Linked DNA regions of Rattus norvegicus: region 1 is linked to region 2. The links are chromatin contacts, called in public Hi-C maps. All regions are on one chromosome and are shown on one strand. The core of a region is the stretch at or near the end of the contact, and the rest is flanking DNA. Distances in the headings are between cores, read along the strand shown. Region 1 overlaps Arid5b (AT-rich interaction domain 5B). Region 2 has its middle 40 kb from the start of Trnaa-agc57.

Region 1 (2,700 bases), core at 7-2,506, 110 kb after region 2:
AGCTACTGCATGACTCTGTCCTCGAGAGCACTATTCCTGGCTATAACTTGTTTCTATACAATTTTGCTAGCCAAGGGTCACTTGCTGACCTTGAATTCCCCAAATTGGCTGAATTAGAACAACTTACTTGCCTAAGCGTGGGTCTTAATCTAAGGAAAAGGAAATAAACACAGATTTAGACACAAGGGTATTTTAGCAGTGCACACACACACACACACACACACACACACACACACGTGAGGCTCACATTGCATAATGCTCTTGTTGCATAATTGATAAAAGCACAAGGTCCGCTGTGTAGCCTCAAGGTCCTGCTGTTGTCACTAGTTATTTAAGTACACATGCTTTAGGAAGCTTTAGGACTCAGTTGAGACCCTTGGGAGTCTGAGCGTGATGTGCGGCTCGAGAAATAGATGTAGATGTCGATGTAGGCATTTGGACTCTGGCCTGGTTCTGAAGTCAAGTCTTCAAATCGACTGTATGCCATCCTGCTCTCCGGTGAAAGCAAGCTGCATGCCAGCCAAGTAAACCACCATGGACTCAAAACAAACGCAAGACCAAGACAGTCTAACGTTAAAGGAGTCATTAGAAGAATGTACTGGAATATAATTTTTCCTACCTGTGATCGAGATGTTAAATCCATTGAACCGGAGTGACTCATGTCTCATCGCCAAGACTTACATATGATCTTAGAGTGAGTGGTTAATAATTGTAACTTACAAGGCTGTCCACAAATGCATGGGGCGGAGTTGGGGGATCTGGTGACGCCGTAAGAGACCAAGGGAGAAGCTAGTGTAGCTTCTAATGTTCGCAGAACCATGAGCGATGCATGCACGTTTGTAACATTAGCCTTGTTTCTGGTGTTTTCAGGAGGGGTTAGCCGATGACTGCATTTTTGCTAAAAGTTAAAAAACAAAAAGAAAAATGGTGCACCCTGTTTTCATTAGCACCAAGGAGAGGGTTTGGATGAGGCTCCCTGCTTGTACAGCACATCTTTACCTCACGAAAGAGAAAGTAGGCACGATGGAAATCATCCCTTCCTGTCTCTATCTTCATTCTTAGAGTTCCCAATGAGTTCTCTGCCAGGGAGAAAAGACCCCATGGCAGAGCTTCAGGCCTCATCCTCAGATTAGCTGGTTTGATTCTGTATCCACATCTAAAAAAGTTAAATGCTACACATTCTCTTGAGTTCTTTAGTATCTCTACTTGATCCACCGTGGTCTGTTACAGAGAGGTTAAACAAGGGAGCAACAGCCCGCACTGGCCTACTAAACTTGACGTGAGCCTCACGGCATGAGTGGCCTGTCACTGAGGTGGCAACTTCAAGACTGTGGCCAAAATCTAGGATGTCATAGCCTTGCCTCAGGTAAAGATCCAGACATGCAGGTGTGCTCTGGCCTAGAGTCACTGCCTATAGGTCAGCCTGGTAGACCATCTCTTATCCAAATAAGGAGTAAAGTAATTCCTCGTGATGCCTGTGAATTCTCCAGAATGTCCCCCCAGAAAGACATACAAGCTAAGCGTTGTTTTGTTTTCACTACTGCTTCCTGTGCCTTGACCTCACTCCCTGGGAATCTCGGGAGATGTCAAACCTCCTTAAGCCTCTTCTGCACACAATTACTATATGGGAATATGTAACACGCACACAAAACTGGAAACAAAATGACCTATGACCTGTGCAGCTAGCAACAGCTTTGGTGGCATTCGTAGTGGTCAGGTAAAGGAATGTATATGCCAGGATTCTCGTGACTGGTGCCAGAAACCCTTCGAGAGTCTACTCCAGGGTCGTTCGAGTTTGCAGACTTGTGTGCCTCTCCCGTCACTTTCAGATTTGCTTCCTTCCTGGTTTTGGAATCTGGGTTCAAAGTAGATTCCAGTTTGCAGAGTAACCAGCATGGTGGAGGAAGCATGGGAGGCCACGAAGGCTATAGAATAATCAGCACACCCATGGGGGTCACAGGTGGGCATTTTGTCACCTGGGGAGCGGTGGTGTGTGCCAGGAACTAGCCCTTCAGTGGCTGGACCTCATCTCTCTAGAGAGCACACAGCGAGGCCGGCCTGGAGGAGATGAGGCAATGGTGATTTACTCAGATGCACTGAAGCCTTTGCCATTTCCACTCCATGAGGTCCTACCAGTGTGGGACAGGAGGAGGACAGTCCTCGCTGCAAGCCTGGTCTCCCTGAGTGAGCGCAGGAGGTCATGTCCATCTAGAATCTGTATGTAGTTTAACTGGAATCCCACCCCATAATGCTTAAGCGAATGATGCTCTTCATGTGCACTGACTAAAAATAGTTTCATCTGCGGTGGGAGCAGAGTTTCACGTTTATACGAGCATCTGGCCTATGGAATCCAGTACTCCATTCTTTAAATAGCTTCACCCCGCTCTGGAGTACTCAGCCCTGAAAATGTCTCCCAGCCAAATACCTTGTTTACACAACCCTGTTTAACTATAAACAAGCTTTCCCCCTTTGAAAATGAAGAAGAATATTAATTTGGAAATCAATTATGCTTTAGGGTTTTTTTTTTTGGTGTGTGTGTGTGTGTGTGTGTGTGTGTGTGTGTGTGTGTGTGTGTGTGGTGTAGTAGGGACAGCTGCAGAGAATATTTAAGACGCATGCATTTAGTGAGGTATTTCTGAATTGTCTACCGTATTTAAAATTTAGGATTTTCCTAAATTCGATTCGAATGCACATAAGTCA
Region 2 (2,700 bases), core at 38-2,537:
AAAATAAAAGGAACTCTCCAAAATGAGCCTGGTTGGGATAGAATAGGACTTAAAGAAGGATACGTAATTGCACAGGGCATCTGAGCTCAGTTTCTTAAGTATGGTTTTAAAACTTCCTAGAAAGTGTATGCTAGTACAAATTGTATTCCTGGTAAACAAAATATTTTATTTAAAAAAATGTCCATCACTTTGTGAGTGCCTAGTCTCTGAGGTAGTTAGCATGGGGAAAGTTCCCCAACAGAGTACACCAAATATCAAAAGCAGTCTCTATTTTTTTATTAATTCTCTAAAAACTGTTACGTATATTGTCTGGGGAAAATGAATATTAATGTTTTATTTTTCGTCATGGCCCTGAGATAGGGCTGCAGTTTTTGTTCTGGCCATTGTCTCACTACTGTCCACAGCAAGCTGTCACGATGGCTAATATTTCGTTCTATCAATAAATCAGGAAGTGGGTCCGGAGAAATTAAGGGGCGCTTTCAGGGTCATAGAACGGAAGTGTCCACAGCAGGATTTTGGCTTTCTCTTACTCTAAGTTGAGAGTCTTGTGCTATATCTAAACCCATGATACAATTTATTTAGGTAGACATCCAGACGTATCTCTGTGACAAGAACGTTTGTTCTTGATTTTATAGGGGACCCGAAAGTAATAGCATCTCCCCTCCCAAAATAAAGCTATAATGGGATGCCTGATTATGTTAGAGGAATAAAGAATCCGGGGAGTTCTGGGATGGTCTATCTGAGGGGAGAGTACTGAGCTCGCTGGAAACCAGGCGGGTGGGATGCTGGATCTCTGGAGAGGTTTCCCATGAGTCCTCAGTCCAGGTATTTTGACTAAAGCCTGTGTCAACTTAAGCTCACTCGGAGTATGGTCGTTTATCTTTGGCGTGTGCATGCCTAGATGGCTCCAAGCACAAAGTGAAAACCTGTAGCACGAAGAGTCAGTCAAACGCAACAAAACTTTGTTTTGCTTTGTCCGGGCAGACTTCAGATTCAGCACTGAGCAGCCTCCTCTAACACAAGCTCCCACTTCCCTTGGGCCTCAGGCCGCATTGAACCCATTGACAACATGCTAGGGAATTCGTGCACGCTGGCGGGAACAGGAGGCAGTGAGGGATGCGTAGGGACTGGGAACATGGCTGAGGTGGGTGGAGGGGGCGGGTACAGTGTTTGCCTTGTAAGCATAAAGACCCACCAGAGTTCAAGTTTCCAAACCTACACTGAAAATGGCAGATAGTCGTGGTTACAGGCATTTGTATTGTCAATACTGATGAAGCCCAGAGGAGTGGCTTCTAGCCCAGCCTACTTGGCAAGTTCCAGACCAGTGGGGGAGGGGAAATTTAATCTCACAAATGTGGGGCTAGGGGTACCTGAAGAACGATATACCTGTGCCTGACCTCTGACCCTGTATTCGTGTGCACACACACAAAGGAAGCGGATAGCCCACCAACCCACTGGTGGCGCGGCCTCTGAAAGCAGCTACTGGAGACACAAGGCTGATCTTTGGAGTCGGAGAAGTTGAGTGCCAATCAGGAGGAGCAGAGAGTGCACAGAGCAGCTCAGGTCATGCCAGGTGCCCCTGTTTCTACTGGCGCCATTTTTCTCCCTCTAGCTTTGGCCTCTGTCACAGGCTCCAGTTCAATCATTAGCGATGAAAAAAAAAATATGTGAGTGCCAAGAAACGTCTCTTTCCTTGAAAACACACACACACACACAGACAGACACACACAGACACACACACACACACACACACACACACACACACACACACACACACACACACACACACACGGGTGTCACGGCTTGTGCCGGGGCCACAAAGTGGTGAGGTGGCTGCCTAAGCAGGTTCTGGATCCAGCAGGCTCATTAAACTTTGGAACGAGGTCCGGCCTTTATGTGCAGATGTGTTTTCCAAGCTGTTTTGTGACACATTGTCAGAAATCAGGTACGCAGACTCGGGAACTCTAGCTTTCAACAACTGCTTTTCCACTTCCCTTTCACACAATTAAACACCCTGCGGTACTTAACAGAGCAATAACTCGCACATCAATAAAGCCATAAATAATTGGGCTCGGGCAAACTCTGGGGCCTAGCCAGCCACTGAGAGCCATAGTTTTTGATTCATCAATGGGCTCAGACAACAAAAAAGGCAAAGGCCTGTGAAGGCCTGGAGACAATCTTTTGATTCCTAGGGTCCTATCTCCCAAGGAGAGCTAGCCCACAGGGAAACCCACCTCCAGAAACTAGTTTAAAATGTTAGAGTCCATGCAGTGACCTCTATGTTTGTTTGGCGTTTTCCCCCCTCTCTTTTTCTTTTTCTCATAGCCTAGCTAATCTAAGTCTCTGGAATCAAGGCCCAGGAGCCTGCATTTGATTTGTATATATGTGTGTATACATATATGTGCATGTATGTTCCCGTGTGTCTGTGTGCATACATACTTTTTTTTTTTTTGAGATGCGGTATCTCACTGGTCAAATAGGCTGTTGTAAGCTCCAAGTTTCCATCTATATCCATGTCCCCAGTGCTGGAATTACAAGTGTCAGTCACCATGCCCAGAGGTCACCATGCCCAAGGGGTCACCATGCCCAATGGTTCTCAAACGCTAGGATGCTGGGGACCAAACTCAGGTTTTATGCTTACACAGCAAGTACTTTACCAACTTTGAGCCATCTCTCCACCCCAGAAACCTGCATTTATAA

The links. A called contact is a pair of places that touch in the nucleus more often than the background predicts.
Region 1: a contact with region 2 is called in a Hi-C map of liver, with 2.1 times the contacts expected there. The contact joins two enhancer-like sites. A contact is called at or near these places in 2 of 12 Hi-C or Micro-C datasets (kidney and liver).

The regions. Positions count from the first base shown.
Region 1 is chr20:20,356,760-20,359,459 of GRCr8, forward strand. The region is part of intron 3 of Arid5b (AT-rich interaction domain 5B); the gene reads left to right. Among named protein-coding and RNA genes, the nearest start is that of Arid5b, 51 kb to the left of the region's middle. Within about 2 kb of position 1,257, at least 3 of the 93 cell types and tissues checked have an H3K27ac peak or open chromatin away from gene starts, as enhancers often do. A contact at or near this core is called in liver, where this site is marked.
Region 2 is chr20:20,242,319-20,245,018 of GRCr8, forward strand. No RefSeq gene overlaps it. Among named protein-coding and RNA genes, the nearest start is that of Trnaa-agc57, 40 kb to the right of the region's middle. Within about 2 kb of position 1,288, at least 1 of the 93 cell types and tissues checked has an H3K27ac peak or open chromatin away from gene starts, as enhancers often do. A contact at or near this core is called in liver, where this site is marked.